Regions from separate parts of the Mus musculus genome. Here all the other regions are linked to region 2. A link is a contact called in public Hi-C data. All regions are on one chromosome and are shown on one strand. The core of a region is the stretch at or near the end of the contact, and the rest is flanking DNA. Distances in the headings are between cores, read along the strand shown.

Region 1 (5,828 bases), core at 2,342-4,841, 150 kb after region 2:
ACTCCCTTACCCAGCCTTCCCAGCTTCTATTAATCACTACTAAACATTTTGAATGAATTTTTAAACATCCACATGTGAGATGGAATATTCTGTAGTTGTCTTTCTGTGTGTGATTTGTTTCATTTACCATAAGATCTGCTAGTTCCATCCATTTTGCTGCAAGTGATAATATGACATTACCTCTCTCTCTCTCTCTCTCTCTCTCTCTCTCTCTCTCTCTCTCTCTCTCTCTCATTTGAGACAAGGCCTTATCTTTTGGTGCAGAATGTCAATCTCCTTGCCCATGCCTCCTGAATTATAGGATATGCATTACTATGTAGTTTTTTTCAATGTTCATTTACTATTTCACTGTCTTCTGTTTATTTTTTTTTTTCATTTCATGCCATGCACTCATACAAGTAGATTCCATATCTTAGTGACTGTCACTAGCACAGCAATAGACATAAGCATGCAGGTGTTTCACTAATATGTCGATGCCTTTTCCATTGGCTATGTACCTAAAGAAGAGTAGCAGGATTATTGAGAGACATTAGTGTTCAGAGTAGGCTTACAGGTTCTCCAAGGGATGTTCTATCTCATATGTTCCTCTAACAAGTGTATGACAATTCCCCTTTTTCTATAGTGTCTATTAATAGTCTTTTCCCATATTTAATTGGATTATTTAGGGGTTTGTAATGGGCTTTTGAAAGTTTCCGGATACTTTGGAAATGAGTTACCTGAACAACTTCTAAAGTTCTTTCATTGTGAAAATTGTCTTTTTGCTGTTTCTTTCACTGAATAAATGCCCTGCAGTTTGCTATAATTTCCTTTGTCTATTTCTACTTTTGTTTCCTGTTCTTTGGGGGGGGGGGTGTCTTAGAAAATCTGCTGCCCATAATTATACGTTGAATTATTCTGCATTTTTAAATCTTATTTGTTAAAGAATTTAAGGTTTTAAGTTTAGATTTACTTATTTTGAGCTGATTTTTTACAAGGTAAGAGAAGGAAATAAAATGTAAATTATCTGCAGATATGCATATGAATATCAAGTTTGCCAAGCACCACTTGTTGAAAAAACTGTATTTTCATGCTCTGCCTGTCTCTGTAGTGTGTTTTTTGTCACATTTGTCAAAAATAAGTCAGCAATAAGTGCACAGGGCTACTTCTGGACACTCTATCTTGTCACAATGGTGTGTGTGTCTGCTTTTATACCAATACCATTAGATTTGATAACTTTGCCCTTATGCTTTATTTTGAAAGGTCCTCAAAAATGAAAGGTAAAAATTTGGTTTTCTCCAGAGTATTACCTCTTAAAATCAAATCTCTTGTTTGCTCTTCAGTCATAGAGGTTTGCTAGGTACTTTAAAAAGTTATTTATTTTATGTGTATGAGTACACTGAAGGTATCATCAGACACACCAGAAGATAGCATTGGATCACATTCTAGATGGTTGTAAGCCACCATGTGGTTGCTGGGAATTGAACTCAGGACTTCTAGAAGAGTAGTCGATGCTCTTAACCTTTGAGCCATTTCTCTAGCCCAAGGTTTGGTACTTTTAAGAAAGTAACATTGAAAAATTTCTAGCCCTAGAAAAATCATCTCAAATGTAATTTTATCTCATTTTTATTACATTTAACTCTGTGTGTGTGTGTGTGTGTGTGTGTGTGTGTACCACTGTATACACGTATACAAGTCAAATTGTAGAATTTGGTTCATTGGTTCCCTACTTCTCCCCATGTAGATAAAGGCCATGAGGTTTGATGGCAAGCACCCTCAAAGCCATTTTACTGGCCACAAAAAGTGATTTTTAACTCAAATATATCCTTCTTTTGTATGATAGAGTATTAAATATCTATAGGTAGCAGGCAGCTGCAAATACTAGATAAATAGTAGTGAGCAAAAATCATAGAAGCCAGCATAATAACAGTTTTGAGACCTATAAGACAACAAACTAAAGTTGGGAAGAAATCAGTTTCTGAGAACATAAGAAGCAGGCAGTAGGAGTGCAAGTAACATGAAAGGCTTAGCAACATGGGAGAGCTAATGAGGCTTCCGCTTGTTATTTAGGTAAGATCTGGACGATAAGATAGGTTGGGTTGTAGCACAAACTCAAAGAAAAACACTTTATTTGGTGACAAGATTTTTAACGCTGGAAACAGTTCATTATTTCCTAGAAAATAGTGAGGCCATGTTAAGAGAAGAATCAAAAACAAAACAAAATAAAAAACCATAAATTACCCAGGATATGATGATTAGCTCTTTCATACCTTGTAAGACATTGGAAGGAGTGGATATTTTTATTTATTTGAAACAAGAAGTATTATTAAAGACTTTCAAGAAAGCCTGATTTAACCTGCTTTACACATTTAGGGGCTCCCAGATGCTTGGCATGATGGATGGCTATGGTAGAGGACAGAAGAAAGCAATGCAAGAAAGGGGGAAATCTGTTAGGAGATGGGGTAATTTCAGTGAACGAGGACCGCTCTCATTATAGACTGGGATCACAGAAATGAGAGGAAGCAAAGGAAAAAGGATTGATGGTTTAACTCTTTATTTTACCTGAAAGGTGTGGCTTAGATCCTGATAGAGAAGGGGAAAATCAAAAGGTACTTCTAGATGTCAAGTGCAAGCAAGTGTGTGCTTGGCGATGCCATATACTGAGAGGGTGAAGAAAGAAAAAAGTTTCCAGAAGGGGAAGAACTCTATTTTGGATGCATTAACTTGAAAGTTGACTGTGAGTCACCAAATGGAAATTTCCTGAGACTAACTAGAGAGAATTAGTTCACAGCCCCCAAAAGAGGCCCCACAAAGGTAGCAGAGGGAACAGGAAGTTTCTAGCTACTATGAGTTGAAGAGATGACCTTTAGACTCTAGATAAATTAAGAAATCCATGCTGGACTGTAGCTCAGTTGGTAAAGTACTTGCCTAGCATGCATAGTGTCTCAGAGTTTATCCCCAGTACCTAAACTAAGGATAGAAGCACACTTGGAAAGTGGCTCAAGGCCATCACTGGCTACCTAATGAGTCAAGCAGTCAGGCACTTTTCTTTAGTACTAAGCAGAACACTGCTCATCATACACATCCAGGGAGACAAAATCTGGAGAAATTAGAGAGAATAGTTTCACATTTTAACATTAAGAGAGAAAATTACCCAACTCAAAAAAAATGACAGATGATTTGAGCATGCATGTTTCTTAAAATGAATACAGACAAAATTGACAGCATCGTTTGTTACTAATACATTCAAGTTAGAACGACTGAATGTAACAATACACACACATTTTTATAATTAAAATATTGACCATGCTAATAGTCTGCCGGATGGCAACAAAGAGCTTTCAAATACAGCTGTCAGGAATGAAAATGGTACAGCTACACTAGAGGAAAAAAAAATGTTAGGCAAATTCTTAAAATTTATAACCTAAAGAATGTTAAGGCTGTTATGTGACGTAACCCTCCTAGTCCTAGGTTTTTACCTAGGACAGATCAAAATACATAGCCATAGAATGAACTGTTTGTACATCAGTGGCCATATCAGCTGTACGTAGGACAGCCCTAAGCTAGAACCCACACAAATGCCCGCTGGCTGGTGAGTAAATATTTGAAGTGTCACGGGATCCTACCTCCCCGCAACCACAGCAGCAATTCACTGACAAAGGCAGCTGCACAGAGACTCAAAAGAACTAGGCCAAATTTCACAGAAAAAAAGACCTGGGCAAAAGTGTGCCATTCACAAGGGAGTGGAAAGAACCTAAAAACAATAGGAAGCATGAGGAGACTTAGTGTTGACTGTATTCATTGTTCTGCTTGAGGTAATGGTCCCATGTGTGAGCACACATGCCAGAGCCTAGCAAGTGCACATTAAAACATACACAGTGCATTATATCTCCACCATTCTCCACTCGACTCTGTGAGAAATGAAAGGAAGTTGAGAAGCAGGAAAGATCATTTGTTACTCACGGATTGAACAGAGTAAACACATTAGTTTTGAAAGGTTCAGAAATATAAATCTGACCACCAATATCATAAAGGGGGTATTTGGAACCTTGGGAGGGAATGAAGCCAATCAGAGAAGGGTTGGCATGAAGAGAGATGAAGATTCGGGGTGGGTCGGAAATCACCATCAAATCAAGCTGTAAAGTGAAGACAGTGGTGATAAACACTCTGGCTTTTATATGTTGCTTCAATCTAAAAATCAGAGCTGAAGCACTTGATGACCAGTTAGGTAATGCAGTAAGCATGCAAATCACTTAGCATCATTTGTGACTGATTTTTTTTTTAAAAAATATTTGTTCCTAGCTCTAAGAACATTGTTACTGATTCTAATTTACAAATACTATCTTTTTCCCATGTTCATATTTAGAAAACTCCCATTCAAAATGGTCTATCACTGTGAAAAGATGTGTTTCCTGAAGCTGTAATACACGCTGACTTACCTGACATTAAATTGGCAGCATCGTGCATGCTGTGCATCGCCGACTGAGCACAGAATACAAATCACCACAGAGAGGAGGAGAGAAAACCCCTCATTTGAACAGGTGTTTAGGAGACATACACCAGCAGATCCTAAGTTAAACATACTAAAGCTCAAAGATAAATTTTTTCCTTCAGGCTTAAGGTAAAGTATTTCAAGTGGCTGAGTTAATTCTCTATTTCGAATAATCTTCTCTGTTTGTTGTTTGCCTTTGTAAGACAAAAGCCCAGAAACCTTGTTAATATTACAGAATCATTTCAGATTAAGTCTCTTCGTGTTTATAATGCCAAATAACATTTTACTAGAAAGATTTCATGAGTCCCTTTCCTTGCTCAGACTGCCCACTCTGCCCTCAGCCCTATACCAAATGCTTGCACACGTGTGGTTAGTGGTGGCTCTCTCCTCTTTCAGCCTCCAGCGCTACTGCTTTCCAGAAGTCTCTCCCAAAGCCCACCATGAAACCCCCCACATTCCCTGTAACTTAAGTTTGTTCAACATTTGGCGCTGCCTGGGGTCTATTTTTTTCCAATAGTCTTCCCCATGCTTGCCCCTTCCCTCCTCCTTCCCTCCCTCCCTCCTCCCTGCCTCCCTCCCCTCCTTCCCTCATTCCTTCTTTTAGAATAGGATAGCAATCCTGGATAGGATACTCTCTCCTTCTGTTTGCTGACTATGTACATTCTAGGGCAATTGCGAATTTGCCTATTTCTATTTTCCACCTAGTTCCTTCTCAACCCTCTTCCTAGTACTGGTATCACCACCTGTGGTTTTAGCTCCCAAACTATATTTCATATAAACTAGTATTTATATGAAATGAAGACACCCCTGGGAACAAACCACACTACCTACCAAGCTCCATTTATTGGCTAGTTTCTATTGGACCTGCATGACTAGGGTTCATCTCTTATGCTTCTTATGCTAAGAAGGTATGTTTGTTCAACAAGAAAGAAATACACTGGCAGAATATAAGTCCTCCAAATAAAGTTATGATATGATGATCGGTTCGAGTTTGTAACAAGTTTATTTGAGGGGTACTTTTCATTGAAATGTGCATCAACTTGTGGTTGGCAGTCATGGGCCAGTGTAGAAAAGCTGGGGGAAATGACATTTGAGAGTGGAATCTTACCAAGTATGAACTTGCTTGGTCTGAAGCCAGGAACTCAGCATTCATCTCATGTTAGCTTCCTGTACAGCTTAAAGTAAATTAAAGTAAGCTGTGTGACCAAAATCACAGAACTATGCTGAAGTCTTGCCTTGTGCCTCATGTTTGTGACACTTTGCTGTTGCAGAGGAAACCAATTTACAATGCTGACCTTTAAAGTATAGACTTCCTGGTTAAGATCCAAGTTTTAACTACACTTAGTTTTTTTTGTTTGTT
Region 2 (5,603 bases), core at 495-2,994:
TAATGTCAGAAATTGGTGCTTGCCCATGGGAGGGTTTTTGAGTTGGACCAGTTATTGGTTGGCCTTTCCTTCAGTCTCTGCTCCATCCTGCATTTCATATATATATATATATATATATATATATATATATATATATTAGATATTTTCTTTATATACATTTCAAATGCTATCCCGAAAGTTCCCTATACCCTTCCCCTGCCCTGCTTCCCTACCCACCCACTCCCACTTCTTGGCCCTAGCATTCCCCTGTACTGGGGCATATAAAGAGTCCCCAAGGGGCCTCTCTTCCCAGTGATGGCCAGCTAGGCCATCTTCTGCTACATGTGCAGCTAGAGACATGAGCTCTTGGGGTACTGGTTAGTTCATATTGTTGTTCCACCTATAGGGTTGCAGACCCCTTCAGCTCCTTGAGTGCTTTCTCTAGCTTCTCCACTGGGGGCCCTGTGTTCCATCTTATGGATGACTGTGAGCATCCACTTCTGTATTTGCCAAGCAGTGGCATAGCCTCATATAAGACAGTTATACCAGGGTCCCTTCAGCAAAATCTTGCTGGCATATGCAATAGTGTCTGGGTTTGGTGGCTGATTATGGGATGGATCCCCAGGTGGTGTAGTCTCCAGATAGTCCATCCTTTCGTCTTAGCTCCAAACTTTGTCTCTGTAACTCCTTTCATGGGTATTTTGTTCCCTGTTCTAAGGAGGAATGAAGTTTCCACCCATTGGTCTCCCCTCTTCTTGATTTTCTTGTGTTTTGCAAATTGTATCTTGGGTGTTCTATGTTTCTGGGCTAATATCCACTTATCAATGAGTGCATATCTAATGACTTCTTTTGTGATTGGGTTACCTTACTTAGACAGAACAAATTTTGGGTCAAAAGTTTTGTGGGTGGGTTGGTGTCCTTATTTCTCTACTGGGGGTCTTGCCTGGCTACAGGAGATGACCTCTTCAGGTTCTATATCCCCACTGTTAGGCTTCTTAGCTGAGGTCACCCAAATTGACTCCTGGTAGGCTCCCCTATCCCAGGTCTCTGGGACTTCCCAGAGATCCCCCCTCCAACCTCCCCACCTCTTTCACCCCCAGCAAGTGTAGATTTCCATTCATTCTCCTGGGCCTCTTTCCTGTCTCTTCCCACACCTGACCCTGCCTCCCTATTCTCCTCCCGCTCCCCTCTCCCACCCTGTTCCCTCCTTTCCTCTGTCTCTTATTCTGTTTCCCCTTCTAAGTGTGATTCAAGTACCCTTGCTTGGGCCTTCCTTCTTATCTAACTTCTTTGGGTCTGTAGGGTATATCATGGGCATTCTATACTTATCAGTGAGTACATACCATGCCTGTTCTTTTGAATCTGGGTTACCTCATCCAGGATAATATCTTCTAGTCCTATCCATTTAACTGCAAAATTTATGATGTCCTTGTTTTTAATGGCTGAATCATATTCTAATGTGTAAATGAACCACATTTTCTTTATCCATTCTTCAGTTGAGGGACATCTAGATTGTTCCCAGCTTCTGGCTATTATGGATAAATTTGCTATGAACATAATGGAGCATGTGTCCTCGTGGTATGGTGGAGCATATTTTGGGTCTACGGCCAGGAACAGTATAGCTGAGTCTCTTCTTTGAGACACTGATGCCCCAGACAAGAATTGCACCTTAATGGCTTGAAACCAACTTCTCCTTCCTTGCCTTACATTTGCGGTGTTCAAAGAGGACACAAGCAAAGGTTTCAGTTACAGAGTAAACAGGCTAAAAATGTACATCCTGTGAAAGACTCAGAGAATGAGACTCCACAGGAGTCGGAAGACTCAGAAAGGGGAGAGGACTCACAAACATTTTACAAACACCTTTGTTCCTCTGGATGTCTCCTTCCGCCCCTTAGATCCTTTCTGTCACATCCTGTTCCCCTCCTTTCAATAACCCATTCCCCTTTATTTCTATGGCTTTTGACTCATTTCTGCATCTCCTTTATTGTGGACAATTCTTCAATGTATTTAAAATGAAGATATTTACAGAACAGTAAATGAAAATGATACAGTTCTTTTCTTTTTTTCCCAGTTTGTCCTCATCCGGCGTCTGATGCTTCTTATGAGCCTTGACCTCCCTTGCTGGGTGGAGGAGTCTCTCTCGGCTCCTGCACACATGAATCATGCAGTCACTTCCAGAATAAAGTCTACTTCCTTTTAAAGACCACCTAACATATAATTAGCTATGTGTTTATTCCTCAGAGCAAGGCTAATACCACATTCACATTTTAATACAGGAAGTATTTACTTGGTATATAATGTGTGGCTTGTATTTTCTACAGTAAGGTTGCCTAGAATTTATTATTAATACTGTGCATTGGTCACTACAATATGATTAGTGAGTAGTTTTGTGACATTACTTTAATAACCTCTTTGCAAGATCACCTATTTATATTTTATCTGGTGAAATAATAAACTTTCAATACTGGAATGTAAATTTGGCACAGCCTTGTTCACAGCTGTTAAGAGAATACAAAATGAAAACCCCATAGCTGGTCATGTTCATATCATAAATGGATTAATACTGACTTTTGCTGATACATCCTCAACTGAACGTAAACCTTGAAATGAGGAAACGTGAGACTTTACTTTCTTTAGTTTTGTCAACTGTTTGAGGTCAAGCTCCTGAAGATAAGAAAGCACACCACACTGCAGAGATATAGATGTATATATATATACTCTACAACAGTTTCAAACTGTCACTATAGCTTCCCAGACCGCAAGATAGCTCCACTAGTAGGGAGAGAGACTCAAGTATTTTAAGCAATTCTCTCACACAATAGTTTTTTGGTTGTTGACAGTTAAGCTGTGGACTGAGGGTCAAGGGTACTGAGAGTGGTGAGTGGCAACCTTTTATGCCTCTCACTTGTTGGACTCCCTGTCTTTCTTCTCAGCTATTCAGGGGCTCTGAGGTGAAACTACAGTACTGTAAGCATCGAATCTGCAAAGTCTAGTGACACCCCCGCCCCCTAGGCACGGGCACAGAGAACAGAGGCTCCTACTTCACACTAGGACCCTAATCAGCATTTTAATTGTGTAGCAGGCAGGTATTTAATTAAGATACTGGTGCTTCCTAGTTTAAACTCCTCTAACTCCCTCAGGATGATCATCATGATTATGATCTTTTGGGGGAAAGGAGGACATCTATTTTAAAGTGCATCTCTGCTGCTGTGATTTAATTTAAACATAAAAACAACCAGGTTTGGTTTTGAAAGCTGATAGGATTGGGATGAAAAGAATATAATTTTTGAGGCCAGAGTAACCCAACATAGATGACACTTATGACCCATTTGGCCCTGGATGCTTTATCTAACATCTCCAATGTTTTCTTGCTCCAGTAAAATAAAAGGAAGACCACCCACTACATATTCTGTATGTGAGGTGAAAGGGAGCTGGCAGGTCTACAGTGTAGGTGCACTGGATAGGAGCTTGTTCCTTCAGTATTGCTAACAAAACAGTAAATTCATTTATTTATTATATATTATATGTAATTATATGTATATATTTAATTACATAAATATTATATATCATTATATGTACAACAATATATATTATTACTAAGCTTTATTTATTTTAGGACAACTTTTTAAATTGTTCTCGAGAAAGACTTCTGAATTTAAATTATAACTTAAAGTAAGAGTTCTAGGGAACTTTTAAGGCTCTTCACTTTCTGAAATAGCAAAGAGGGTGATCTCAATTAGTTTAATATGTAATTCAAGGGCCACAGTGGGCCAATGAGACGTCTTGATAGGTAAAGGCACTTGCTACCAACACTGGCGATCTGAGTTCAATCCTTGGAACCCACAGGGTGGAGAGAGAGGAGCAGCGTTTGCCAGTTGTCATCTGACTTCTGTACCCATACCACGGCACTTGCACTCACATACATGCACACACATGTTCGCTCTTTCGTACACATATTCACAAAGTAAATAAATATAAAATGTAAAAATTTAGGTCAAACGATAACTTATATTTTATTGTTCAATGTTTAGTGTATTATAAACACAGGAAAACTATAGAATAATTTGTTTTGTCCCTTTCAACTCTTCCCCAAGGCTGAAGGTGTAGCTCAGTGGTAGTGGTACTTGCCTATGTTCTACAAGGTCCTGATTGAACCCCAGTACTGCAAAAACAAAAATTAAAAGATGCAAGCAAGCAAACAACAACAAACAAACAAACAAAAACCTAAGTTCTAGAAGACAGTAGAAAACATTCTGTAGTCCTATGGATTGGTACAATCTGAACATCTGCAGTTAGGTGCACTCACAAATGTACCCGGCTAACAGGAGGGCTTTCCTACAGGGTTCAAAAAACAATAAATAACACCAGGGAAAGAAGCCTGCCACCCAGGCTAGCCTAGCATGTAGGACAGCAATGATGTCAGTCCCCAAAAGCAAGAGACTATTCTATGTAACACAGAGAAGGACTGCTTTTTGGGCCTTTTTTGGTGGCTGTGTGATCCTCTAAAGCCACGGCCCAAAGAGATGAACAGGTAAAGTGTGACCTCCTGGGGGAAAAAAAGGGAAGCAGTCCTCCTTGTGCTCTTGATTTCTTTTTTTTCTTTTTTTTTTTTTTTTATTTATTTATTATATGTAAGTACACTGTAGCTGTCTTCAGACACACCAGAAGAGGGCATCAGAATTCATTACGGGTGGTTGTGAGCCACCATGTGGTTGCTGGGATTTGAACTCCAGACCTTTGGAAGAGCAGTCGGGTGCTCTTACCCACTGAGCCATCTCACCAGCCCGTGCTCTTGATTTCTAATTAATAGACAAAACCTGCTCAGATGTGACGACAAGCTTTTGTTAGTCCTATCTGACTCATCTTTGCATTTCCCCAGACACTCAAGAAAAGCTATGTACTCACTCAAGTACTTTCCATTTGATGAGCTTTGCCTTCTTCTGAATCTCAGCCATGCCCCCTAGCTGATTGACATGGAGTAAGCCACTCACCTTCCTCAGCAAATTGGGTGTGATGCTAAAACCTGCCAATGAAGGCTTTCCATGATGGTGATCTGAGTTAATAATTTTGTAAGTCACTTGAAAAACTGTCTATCATCAGGAGGCCTTCCCATGGGATTTCTTAAATAAAGAAAGCTTGCTTCCAAAATAGCACCAAGTTATTCAAAAAAATTATATGTTTGCACATATGTTAGTTACATACACAGGTGTGTATATAACTAACGACAAAGTATAAACCTTCAGCTAGAAAACAGCCTAGATTTAAAGACTAAAATATTGCTTTAACAGTTGTTAAATGTCTAGATGTCTATGTGAATAGTATGCCATTAAGTACATAAATATGTACTTAAATATGTAAATATATAAATCACATCTACTGTACATTATTATTACATATCTTATTTAACCTGTTAATGTGCCACTCTTTTTTATTAGATATTTTCTTCATTTACATTTCAAATGCTATCCCGAAAGTCCCCTATACCCTCCCCTCGCTCTGCTCCCCTACCCACCCACTCCCACTTCTTGACCCTGGCGTTCCCCTGTACTGAGACATATAAAGTTTGCAAGACCAAGAGGCCTCTCTTCCCCATGATGGCCAACTAGGCCATCTTCTGCTACATA
Region 3 (5,495 bases), core at 606-3,105, 170 kb after region 2:
AAATGAACAACCAGGAAAATGACCTTTTGTAGACACAGACGCAGTCTAATGAGAAAAGTGCTTCAGTTAGTGGAAATGCCAAGCCAGGGGTTGATATGCTTGGGAATAAACCCAGCATTATCACAGGGGTAGGCAGATGGCACACGTTCCCTTAATTCAAAGCTTCACTTTTGTAAATAACAATGGAAATTGAACAACTGGCACATTCCGAGATTTGCAGGCTATATTAAGAGTTCTCAGAAAAACGAACCTTCTCAGCCATTTCTGTCTTTGGAACATTTAAATATACACTACCCTGAAGGACTATTGACTCATGGTTCCCACTCATGTTATATAGATCTGTTCCAACAGGCTGGAGCCAGCAAGAAGAACCTTATGTGGATGGATACATACATACATACATACATACATACATAGAAACATAGATAGATACATAGATAGATATAGAGGTGATACAGAGATAGACATGTGACATAGATTTGTTCCCATGAAGGCTGTAGCCAGCAGGAGAGACCTTATCTAAATATCTCTATATAGACATCTAAATATGAATATCTCTAACAAATATCTACATAGATAAATAGATTGATAGAGACATCTAGGTAGATATAGATATATATGTGCTAAGTGTAGAGTGATGCATATTAAATGAGTGAATAATTTTAGTAGGTCTTGGATGGCATATAACCAGGTTCCAGATACAGCTCTGGAGTTGAGGAGAGGAAAAAAAAGGATGGGCCAGGAAACAGAAGTTGAGATACAGCACATGAAGGGATTCTCAGGCTAGTGACAGAAAGCTACACAACAGCTATAGAGTTAATTTTTCAATGTTTCCCTTGCTTTGTTCCTTTATAAGGTAAACTAGCTTTGCATTCTGCCATTGGCAGCCTCTTTAAAATACTATCGTGAAAGTAGGTGAAAACTGGGTTGTTCCTGAAGCTTTCGCAACCATTTCACCAAGTACCGAGTCTGTAACCAGATTACTAATAAGTAAGCTAGATGCAAATACTTTACAACAGATGCAGTAAGCTTTTAACTACATTATATTTGTCAGGAAAGTTACAAAGGCATACACATTCTATTTACAGAGAGTCATATACATATGAACAGCACAGGTAACTATATGGTTTGAAATAGACTGTCGATGTGATGATGTCTCGGGCTCATGTTTAATCTATTAACTACCTACCTATTATATAATTACTGAGAGAATTATGCTTTGATTCTGCTCAAAGCAGGGACTCCTGCAGGAGCCTAAGAGCTTCTTATGTGTAGAGTATTTAAAACAGAATGAAATTAGCAATCTGTAACTTAAAATTATACATAACATTTAGCTTCATTTAAAATTAAAGCAGTAGAAGGAACAGATTTTCATGGCATTTCCATTATGCAGAGAGGTAAACAACAAATAAATATGGCACATATGAATATGAAAATCACAGCACGGTAATTGCTGTACTCCATCAGCGTGTGCAATATTAAATCCTCAAATAAACACTTACTTAACCTCATCCTCACACATGCCTATTGCTTTTATCAGAAGGAGAACCACCTGAAACATTCAAACTAACACCCCATCCCCCAATGAGGTACAAAGTCAACGGGAATCACTGCTGTTCCTGAGAGATTTCAGTTGTGCTCCTCCACTGGCTCCAGTAGTGCCAGTATTTCTAAGAGACAGGGACAGGAGAAGAAATGTGGAAGTCAGTTTGAAAAATTCAGCCCTCCTGAGACTGTCTTTTATGTCACATCCTAACTCCACTGCTGATTCTTAAAGCCTTGTGAGGATCATTAACATTGCAGCCATGCCAGGAACCTCTGCCTTCTGGCTGAGACCACACTCCAGCTCTCTCTTTCTCTAGCAGAGAGCAGAAACTCTTTTTGTATACCCTTAATAATAGCTAACGTCTGTCTCATGCTCTGGGCCCGAGCTTGCCCTAAATTTAACCCTCAGCAATGGTTCTCTGTTTTACTCACAGCCACGACCTGACTCATTTATGAAGAGACCTCTGCTACCCTGGAGTTTTTCAACAGGCAAGGGTTAAAAGGTCAACCACGGTGTCGTTTCTGTCTTTATGAATAACAACTGTCAGAATTCAGTTATGCAGAGTAACACGCTGAAGATATCTTATCATTTTACACAGTATGACCAATGGTTCAGATGTGTGGTTTGTGTGCACATGAGACTATGTCTCCTAGCAGGGGACATCAGCGACTTTATCAGAAGCTAGGAACCAGAACATGCATTGATTCAATTCAACTTTAAAACAGAAACCAAAGACGTATGAAATCCAAAGGAAGGAAAACTGCTTTGTTCCAAATAAATACCTTTCAAGTTTACCAATATTCATTGTCCCAGTGATGAAATTAATACATCTTTGCTGCTCTAAACTTAAATTTGACTGGATGGGTAAATTCAAGCCTGAGGCTTTCATGCCATTATCAGAGGCTCTGTCAGTGAGTGCTTTAACCTAATTACATTTGATGCAGCAAATCAAGAAAACCACTGCTGGTTATGACCTCTGCCAAGAGCACTCATGAGCTAGACAAATGGAGCTTAAGATGTTATTAGTTGTTCGTTGCAAAGTTCCAGATCCTGCCCGACAGGAGGCTGCCGCCTGATGTGGGCACGGACCCTCCAGATGGCATTCTGCATTGGCTTGTGGCAAGGCTCTCGGGGACGCTGGCACATTTTCTGCGTCAAAATGAAAGTTTTCCAATTACAAGGAGATAATGTGAGGAGATGCAAACTTAATCTCTTGAACAAAAGGTTGCAAGCTGTGTAATAGCCATTTCAGGGGAGAGATTTCACTACAGTTCAATTGATTTAAACGTCGTAGATCACAAAATGGGCTATCTTTCCTAATAAAACTGAGGACGCAGCTGCAGTAGATTCTACCTCATGGAGCAGGGTGCCAATGGGCTCATCATCTTAGGGACTGCTTCTCTTAACTCCGTGTTTTGTTGAATGCAAGTCGGTGATTATTTTTGCCTTCCCTTATGTGTGAATGAATAACAAGAAACCATCTCCTTTTAGTTAGACAGCAAATGTCTTAAATGAAGCCTTCCAGGTGTAACAGTTTAACAATGTTACTACATAGCAGATCATAGAGTTTCACCAGGGCATATTAAGTGGTAAGAAAGCCTTATTACTATCCAAACCTTTCAGATAGTTTAGCTAAAATGTTAATCTTTCTTTTTTTCTTTTTTACTAAGTCAGGCAACCCTGATGCAAATGGGGTGATATGCCTCAACACTGGTCCCCAAAGAAATGACTCATAGAAGCTTTTAAGCGGGAACTTGCTTGCAAGAGCGCCTCTCAGGAAAACACATGCACTTGACAATTGACAGGAACATGCTGTCGCAGAGCAAGAAAGAATCATATAGCCATCCCCACAAACCACATAGAGACACCGCCAAACAGGAGAAGGAATCCACACCCTGTCTGCACAGAACATTTGCAGAGTGGGGTGTGGAGCGTGGGGGAGAGGGGCTGAGCACACAGCCTTGCATTTAGCTGGTTTTCAAGAGTTTAAAATGCTAAGCTTAGCATGTAGCTCTATAAGCAAATGCCCTTCAATGTCACAGGATTCTTTTCTTCTGTGATTTAAGAAGAATTTACTGATACAAACATTCACAGCCCAGATTTCCATGCATTCCCCACAGAGAAAACATATACTTCCCAAAATCAAAAATTATGCAGTGCACGCATAGAAAAGTACTTTTGTCACAAATTCCAAGATATTAAAAATACATTTTATACATTGAGATGATGATGGATGATACAGGTTTGTATGAATCTCTGAACTGCAGTGGATCGGGCTAACCAGAGTAAGTAGCTGCCTTTTGTCATTGTAGGAGATCGCTAGGGAACTACTATTTCTTCATAAAATTCAGTCAACTAAATAAAGCAAGATTATAAATTCTAAGTGGTCTCAACTGCAACATCGTAGGTTCTGTAAATCAGTCAAGAATATAAGCAAGCACTTAAAATCACTCAGGAAACCTAACAGATGCCTACTGAAGAGTTAATCCGTGCAAGCAATGAGCATTCTAAAAACAGTCTCACCATCAACATAAAGTGGTCCACGGCAGCTGCTATAAAAGCCCAACATCAGTGTTATGTTGGCTCAACTACTAAGCAGCGACCACAGTGATGTCCCTTAGGAGGCATTTGAGGGCCCAAGTGTACAGCAATTTAAAAACTAAGCAGGAAATCAAAACTAATACCTAGTCTGTTTACAAAATATTTCTCCCTGTGTGCTTGTACCACCATCTAGTGGTTACATAGCTCTCAACCTGATCATTAATAGGAAAGTAATCTGGAAGAAGAGGAAAGGAAAGAAGAAAGAGGGATAGAAAAAAGAAAACAGGAGAAAAATGAAAAAGAAAACAGGGAGAGAAAAGAAGAATATAAAAAACAAAACTACATATACATATAATTTCCAGATCATAAAAAAGGAAATGCAGAAAACCCATGGCTAATACCAGTTAAAATGAAGATGTTATTTTGAATCATTTGCATGGTGTATTTCTATAGATATGATAATTTTACAATCGACATAACAAATGTCTGGATTTTAAAATACAGCTGAATTTGTAAGGACTTATCTCACAACTTAGAACCTGCAGGAATGTTTGCCTGTGTGTCTACAGATATGAACACAAGATCATATGGTTGTTTGAATACCGTCATTGTTGGTAAGTAGAGCTCTTTACATAAAGCATGGTATATTCATAGAGTAAGGCACCAAGCTGGCCTTTATGGTTAATACAGAACCATCTCTGTTAGTTATTGGAGGAAAAGCAGTTACATGGAATGATGTGTTTTCCAGTTTATCACTTCTATAGATCATATATAATGTACATGTGTACCATGACAGGAAAGACCCAGGGGTCTAAATGAGTTGGAAGGCAAAGATGAAAAGAGATACACTATAGCTTAAATTATATGAATGCATTAGGTATTCAAGACTAAATGTATTTTAAATCTAGAATATCTGCATGATTAAAAGAAATCGCCACCTGTGGCAGTTTTAAGACAATAAAATCTCACTGGCAGTTTTCCATAGGAAGAAGCATATGGAATATTTTTATATAAGTGTACATTTATTATAAAATGACAAAGATTGAAGCTTCACTTTTTCCAGAGAAACAGAAATTCAGGGGTCTGGAAACATGGCTGAACAGTTAAGAGCACTTGCTGTTCTTGCAGAGGATCTGATTCAGTTCCCAGCACATACATAGCAAGCAGCTCACAGACATGAGTAAGTACAGTTCCAGGAGATCTAACACCCAACTCTGGCCTCTACAGGTACCAGGCATGCACGTGGTGCACAGACACACATGTAGGCAAAACTCTCATACACATAAAATAAAACAAATAACTTTTTAAAAGAAGACATTCAGTAATCCAAAGGAGCAAGGTTATCTGTAAATGCCATAGAACCAGGTGATGAAAAATTGAAACTATGTTACCCCCAGTCTTGATGTGG
Region 4 (5,678 bases), core at 538-3,037, 140 kb before region 2:
GGTGCAACCCAGCCCTGCTGAAATGTAGAGCAGTCGTCTTTATGGCAATGATGTTTTATTTGCCAGCACACACCTTTAGCTTTTGAGTGGGAGCCCCAGTGAGATTCTGTGTTTGAGTGATTTCACATCATTAACTGGAGGAAGACTGAGATAAGATGGGGATCATAGGGTTTTTTTTTCTCTAGCATTACATTCTGTTCTCCTTAGTTAACACTTGAATATTCTGTGCTTAGTTCTGACAGCGGGGGGGAAAAAAGCCACAGCATTGATTCGATGAGGTAAGTGTACCGGAAGCTGGAATTCTTTATTTTGAACACTGGTCACAAGTTTTTATAGTGTTATAACAAAATGTCTCACACGCATCTTTGTATCATTAACTACCTGTTTTCCTCTCTTATCTGAATCCTAGGTAGAGTTTCCTAGGAACACTCACAACGCCTCCATACAGAAAGATAATATATTTAAAAGGAGATCATTTGTATTGACTTTCCTGAGTCATAAAGATTCTGTGTAAGAAGTGTAGGAAGATATTTATGAATATATGTGTGGATTTCAAACCATCATTCACAGAAATACCTAATGCTTTAACACAACCGAGCTTACGGGAGCTGCCCAAACTCTTTCCTGGAGTCCTAGTCAGGGGATCCAGCCATCCCTGTCCATTCCAAGGGTTGCTTCAGATCAGGTCAGAAGCATGGTTAGCATAGAACATTGATAATGCTTTGTTGGCTTGGTTTCCTGGAAACCAATGATGTCTTCTACTACTAATGGATAGTCTGGGAGATTGACTGAGAAATGAAGGCAAACAGACCCAGAGAAAGAACACTGCTAAGCAACAGGAAGAACAGTTCGCTGTGGTCCAAACCCTGATAGAGAGTAGTCTTGATGTACACAGAGCTTCCTATGTGAGAATGATGAGAGAAGGAAAGGCTGGAGAAAGAAGAGGAAAGGAAGGAAGTCCAGGAAAACAGAACCTGTTTTATAATGTTCCATTATACACTCCATTTTGTGAGCTCTCAGCTACCATCTTCCAGTTCCAATAAACTTCACTCTAATTGCTGAGAAGCATTCAACCAACAGTGTTAGCCTAACACAGGGAGCTACTAGGGCTACATGATTCCAAACCAATACAGGAGAAGTAAGAAGGGGAGGCCAAAGGATTTAATTTTCATTGGGATGCAGTTTTCAGTTGGAATTGTCTTTAAAACCACCAATATTTTAAAATTAATGTCAAAAACGCACCACCAAAGGCAGCCAGGCTATGTGCAGTTGAAGCTCTGTTACTATAACAATAAATGCCATATAATCGAAAATACAAAACTATTTTTAAAATTATAGTCAACACCAGCCAATCCACCTGCAGTTGTCATTGTTAAAGACAAGAGTGCGTGGTCCTCCGAACGCCACCTTCCCTGTTTGCATGGGGATGAAAAATGGGTGTTTTCTTCAAGATCAGGTTTGATATTTGCAAACAAATGTTCTCTTCTCTAGTTAGTCACCAGACGTTAAAAAACAACAAACACGATGCTTTGGAACCATGCAAATGATAGCGTGCAAATTTGCTAGCTGAAAATGGCCCAGAAGTTCATATGTGCAAGAATAGCATCCTGCATGCAATTATGTGTTTCTTAGCTGAGCTGTTCCCTACGTTTTTAAATGAACATTAGAGACACCTTTGCCAAGTTAAGCTGTTATCTGTTTTATCCAAGCTGCTTCCTGCACAGTAGAGTTAGCCCTGCAGAAGACAGTTACTGCTGTTACTGCCTAGCCTTCCTGTTCTCTGTGCCCCTTTCTTATCATTTCAGCACATATCTCTCCATTTCTGGTTTTTTTCTGAGTCCTTCAGAAGGACTTCTGAACGACCTGGCTTGTTTAGAATGACTTCTCTGAGAGCCTGTAAGGCTCTAGGCTTTATTTCCTGTGTTGCCCAAGTCCCTACTCTTAGTTCTCTGGTTAAAGCAATGATTCTTAGAAACAGAACAACGAGCCCTCCAGAAGCCACAAGAAGAGGTGTTTATTTTGACATGAAAAATGCTCAGACTTTCTCAGGATTCAAGTGGTGAGGCTAAGTTGCTCTTGAATGGGGCATGTGGAGGCTGGGGTTAAGTCAGACTAGACACAGTCTTTCACATGTGTTATTATGTGGTATCAACAACAGATACTGTCTAATTTATAGGCCTCTGATTTGTGGTAATTTAAATATATATATATATTTACATAGTGTGTGTATATATTAAACGATATAATGTATATCACTTATCTACTTTACAGAAAAGACTCAACCTTAGAAGTCAAGAGCTCTTAATGGTATAGGCTGTGATCGCTGGGAAGAAACGATGATGAATAGTAACCAGTAGGAAGGAGGACTTTGTTTTGACTGGGATTAGCTGCATACATTTGTTTGCAGCCGTTCTGCTCTGCTTCTATGGTTCAGCACAGACCTTATTCATCTTCATTGTGGCCAAACCCAAATCTTATTAGCCATCATCCCATCCCAACCCAAAACCCAGAAATATGTGCTAAAAATTGAACTTCATAAATGGAAAACAATAATCAGTCTTCTATTTGTGTTACATGTCTTGATTCAAAATGGGTCAAAAGTACGACTATGAAGCCATAAAGAAAATTCATAAAATAATAAAATTGTGAGGAATTATTTTAACAGGCATACACTTATGTATACACACATCCTCCCTTCATACACACTCACACCCACACATCTACACATTGTGATTATTTCTTCTTTTTGCTTCTTGACATTGCTTCCCACTGAGACAATCCTCAACTTCAACCACAATACAGAGAGGCTTTCAGTATGTGTTACTAGGCAAAATTAGTTCCAGGAATAGTCTGCAAGTCACCACTCCAGTTCTGGAACTTCCTTGATTTCTGGAACACTTTCTCTTCTCTTTGGGAATGCCAGAAAAATCTCAGCAGAAGAGTCAAGATGGCCCCATCTTATGCTTTTCTTAGACCGTTGAGAGTTCCTTCCCTCAGCCTCTGTGCTTGTAAATCTACTGTTCCGTGTGAAGGAGTTGAATGGTCTTGAGATCACCCAGGAGAATTTTAAACAAATACCAACTACCTCCCGTGCCCCTCCCCCACCACGAGTACTCAAACCCAAGGCTGATGGGTTGTGGGGAGACCAGGCCATCAGCATTCAAAAATATCTCCCAGATGACTGTATTTGGGGGTGAAGCTGGGTTTAAGAACAACTGTTTCAACAATGTAGATGGGCAGGCCCTTTCCTGTCTAATTACTGGGAAACTTAGATTGCTTTCAAAATAGTAATAAAAGATCTGTCCTGTTGGGTTTCAGCTAGGTAATGAGAGTAGGCAATTAAATACTAAACATATTTTCTTCATGAAGAAATTTGATATTCATTTTGACAGAGGTGACATTTGCAAAGACTGTCACAAGAAAGCTAATTTTCCTGAATGTCCTTGACAAGACCATAAAAAAAGAAATCCATATTTTATTTTACCCAATGTCATGCTGCAGTGATTTATATTCCCATTTTCAAGTCAGCTTATACATTACCAAGCTAAACTTTTAGCAAATCAAATCTCAGTTCCATGATTGAAAAAGTATTTTACATGGTTGAAAACAAAAGAGGTCAGCAGAAATTAGCATCTGATGTTTTTCCACTCTTTTGCACTAGAATGGCTAATTTGTGGCACAGTTGACTGCATTTCCCCAGTACAAATTAAGGAAAAAAATATTAAAAACCATCCTTCTTAGTCCAAGAATTAAGCCCAGTCTTATTTTTTTCAAATTGAAGAAGAAAATAGGATATGTGTGTGTGCGTGTTAGTTTTAAATCTCAAACTAATGATTTCTACCAGCATATGTAAGTGAAACTTAAAATTCTTAATGGTCAAAAATAAGTTGCTAGTACAAAGCTAACTGGGTACTCTTCTTAAACACACCTCTTCCCCTTTTGTTTTGCTGTTCACTGCACACTCTAGCTGGACAATGGAGTGCTAGATATACAATCTTCTACATCTCCTCAAGGAGGAGAGACTGGTTGTGTTTTGACAGTAGCACTCAGGCAGCGTAGAACACTGCTGCTCAGATAGCAGGAAGGTACTTGATACACAGTTGTGAAGAGGGATTTTGAAATACATTATGCCACCATAAAAATTCCTCATTAGATATGACAAAAGACCATAATGTTTTCACCAGACTGGGATGGAAGAAAGAGTCACTCTGTTTCTGTGCCCCCTGATTTTCTTTCACAATACTATTTCCCTGAGCTTTAAGACGTAGTAACAAATAGAATGGAGGAAATAGCAGATTGAAATTGCAGATTTTTCCATGTGTGTCTGGGAGGAGCATGACTTAAAATGGTTAAGTCAGTTAGGATCTGTGTTGTTCCCATACAGAACAAGACAAGTGTGATGTATTTGGGCAAGAACAGGATATAGGACATATGTGAACATTAGATGATGGTATTGTCAATATATCTTAAGGATTTGGTTAAACACTAAGATGCATGTAGATCATAGCAGAATCCTCTTGTATATGTAGCCATCACTTTATGGGAAGCCTCAACGTGAACACTGTTTTATTGTCACAGTAAAGCCAGAAGAATGCATTATTAATCCTTTTAGTCATAGGAAAATTGATTCATGTGAATGTGAAAAATTGTGTTTACAGGTGTGTGCACGTTGGTTAATGCTTATGTGTATTTAGAGGTCAACACAGGAGGTGTTTCAGTTGCTCTCTGCTGTGGTTTTTGAGGTAGAATCCCTCACAAAACCCAGAGTTCATCTATTTAGCTGGACTGGCTGGCCAGTGATATCCGGGGACCCTGTCGCCACCTCCCCAGTGCTGAGATCAGAGGTTTGTTACCATGTCTGGCTTTCACATGATGCTGGGGGTTGGTCTCAGAGCCTCATGCTTGCACAGAAAACACTTTGTCATCTGACATCTTACCAGCCTCCAAAACTGAGTCACTGAGTCTTAAACTAAGTCAAGAACCTGCCCAAATCTATGAAGCCAATAAATCAAAAGATTACAATTTTTAAAAATTGATATTTAAGTTGCTTCCCACAATTCTAAAACATCTACCATAGAACTCTACAAATATTCAGCTATGTGAATTAACTGAATTCAATTTTACATCCTAAGTCTGTTTTTCCATCTGAGAGTGTGTAAAATATAACAAATCTGCCCAGATTGTAAAATCAGCTTTTTTAAACGTTAGGGTCTCACTGTAACTCAAGCTGGCCTGAAATTCATCACACAACTCATGAAAAGTCAACTTTGTATTGTTCATGAAGATTCTCCATTTCTTAACCCCTGTCCTGCCCTGGCCCTTCCCTCCCTGTTAGGCACCTTCTTCAGTATTGGGGCATTTCCACTGAAGAAATAAGGACCCAACGGAAAGGTCAGTCCTCTTTCTAGACCTTTGAGGACTTGAGTGATGTGCTTTGCACTGGGGAAGGCTGGGACTTTTTGGTGAAATGGTGTGTGTGGTTTGCTCACCTGCGTCACTCTTCTGTGGATTCCCTAGCAGACATGTGGTAGGGGCACTCAGGCTGACTTTCTGGACTGTAAAAAAGTTCATCTGCTCCTTCAAGCACTCCTGGCATGCTTTCCGGTTTCAGAAAAATAACAAAAGCCCTTCCTTTATATGTTACTTTTGCCTTTTAAATTTGAAGTTCTATTCTATTG

What was found. Hi-C and Micro-C count contacts between places; a contact is called where the count stands out from the background.
Region 1: a contact with region 2 is called in a Hi-C map of CD8 T cells, with 2.7 times the contacts expected there. The contact joins two enhancer-like sites. A contact is called at or near these places in 1 of 15 datasets of contacts at CTCF or cohesin (the G1E-ER4 cell line), 11 of 484 Hi-C or Micro-C datasets (B cells, CD8 T cells, CD8 central memory T cells and 4 more) and 5 of 115 datasets of contacts at active chromatin or transcription factors (CD8 T cells, memory CD8 T cells, regulatory T cells and 1 more).
Region 3: a Hi-C map of the G1E-ER4 cell line shows a contact between it and region 2, with 2.4 times the contacts expected there. The contact joins two enhancer-like sites. A contact is called at or near these places in 2 of 39 promoter capture datasets (the C10 cell line and hippocampal neurons), 3 of 15 datasets of contacts at CTCF or cohesin (the G1E-ER4 cell line, large pre-B cells and pro-B cells), 40 of 484 Hi-C or Micro-C datasets (B cells, the C10 cell line, the C2C12 cell line and 25 more) and 10 of 115 datasets of contacts at active chromatin or transcription factors (CD8 T cells, DN3 thymocytes, the HPC-7 cell line and 6 more).
Region 4: a contact with region 2 is called in a Hi-C map of CD8 T cells, with 4 times the contacts expected there. The contact joins two enhancer-like sites. A contact is called at or near these places in 2 of 15 datasets of contacts at CTCF or cohesin (the G1E-ER4 cell line and large pre-B cells), 14 of 484 Hi-C or Micro-C datasets (B cells, CD4 T cells, CD8 T cells and 8 more) and 6 of 115 datasets of contacts at active chromatin or transcription factors (CD8 T cells, bone marrow-derived dendritic cells, effector CD8 T cells and 1 more).

What each region holds. Positions count from the first base shown.
Region 1 is chr2:78,977,979-78,983,806 of GRCm38.p6, reverse strand. All of the region lies in intron 1 of Gm37004 (a long non-coding RNA gene), which reads right to left. Among named protein-coding and RNA genes, the nearest start is that of Gm37004, 8.3 kb to the right of the region's middle. Within about 2 kb of position 3,591, at least 23 of the 459 cell types and tissues checked have an H3K27ac peak or open chromatin away from gene starts, as enhancers often do. A contact at or near this core is called in CD8 T cells, memory CD8 T cells and regulatory T cells, where this site is marked.
Region 2 is chr2:79,123,727-79,129,329 of GRCm38.p6, reverse strand. No RefSeq gene overlaps it. Among named protein-coding and RNA genes, the nearest start is that of Gm35748, 4.2 kb to the right of the region's middle. Within about 2 kb of position 1,744, at least 42 of the 459 cell types and tissues checked have an H3K27ac peak or open chromatin away from gene starts, as enhancers often do. A contact at or near this core is called in CD8 T cells, CD8 central memory T cells, the G1E-ER4 cell line and 6 more, where this site is marked.
Region 3 is chr2:78,958,346-78,963,840 of GRCm38.p6, reverse strand. No RefSeq gene overlaps it. Among named protein-coding and RNA genes, the nearest start is that of Gm37004, 11 kb to the left of the region's middle. Within about 2 kb of position 1,855, at least 42 of the 459 cell types and tissues checked have an H3K27ac peak or open chromatin away from gene starts, as enhancers often do. A contact at or near this core is called in CD8 T cells, CD8 central memory T cells, the G1E-ER4 cell line and 5 more, where this site is marked.
Region 4 is chr2:79,266,505-79,272,182 of GRCm38.p6, reverse strand. All of the region lies in intron 2 of Itga4 (integrin alpha 4), which reads right to left. Among named protein-coding and RNA genes, the nearest start is that of Itga4, 14 kb to the right of the region's middle. Within about 2 kb of position 1,787, at least 40 of the 459 cell types and tissues checked have an H3K27ac peak or open chromatin away from gene starts, as enhancers often do. A contact at or near this core is called in CD8 T cells, the G1E-ER4 cell line, the HPC-7 cell line and 2 more, where this site is marked.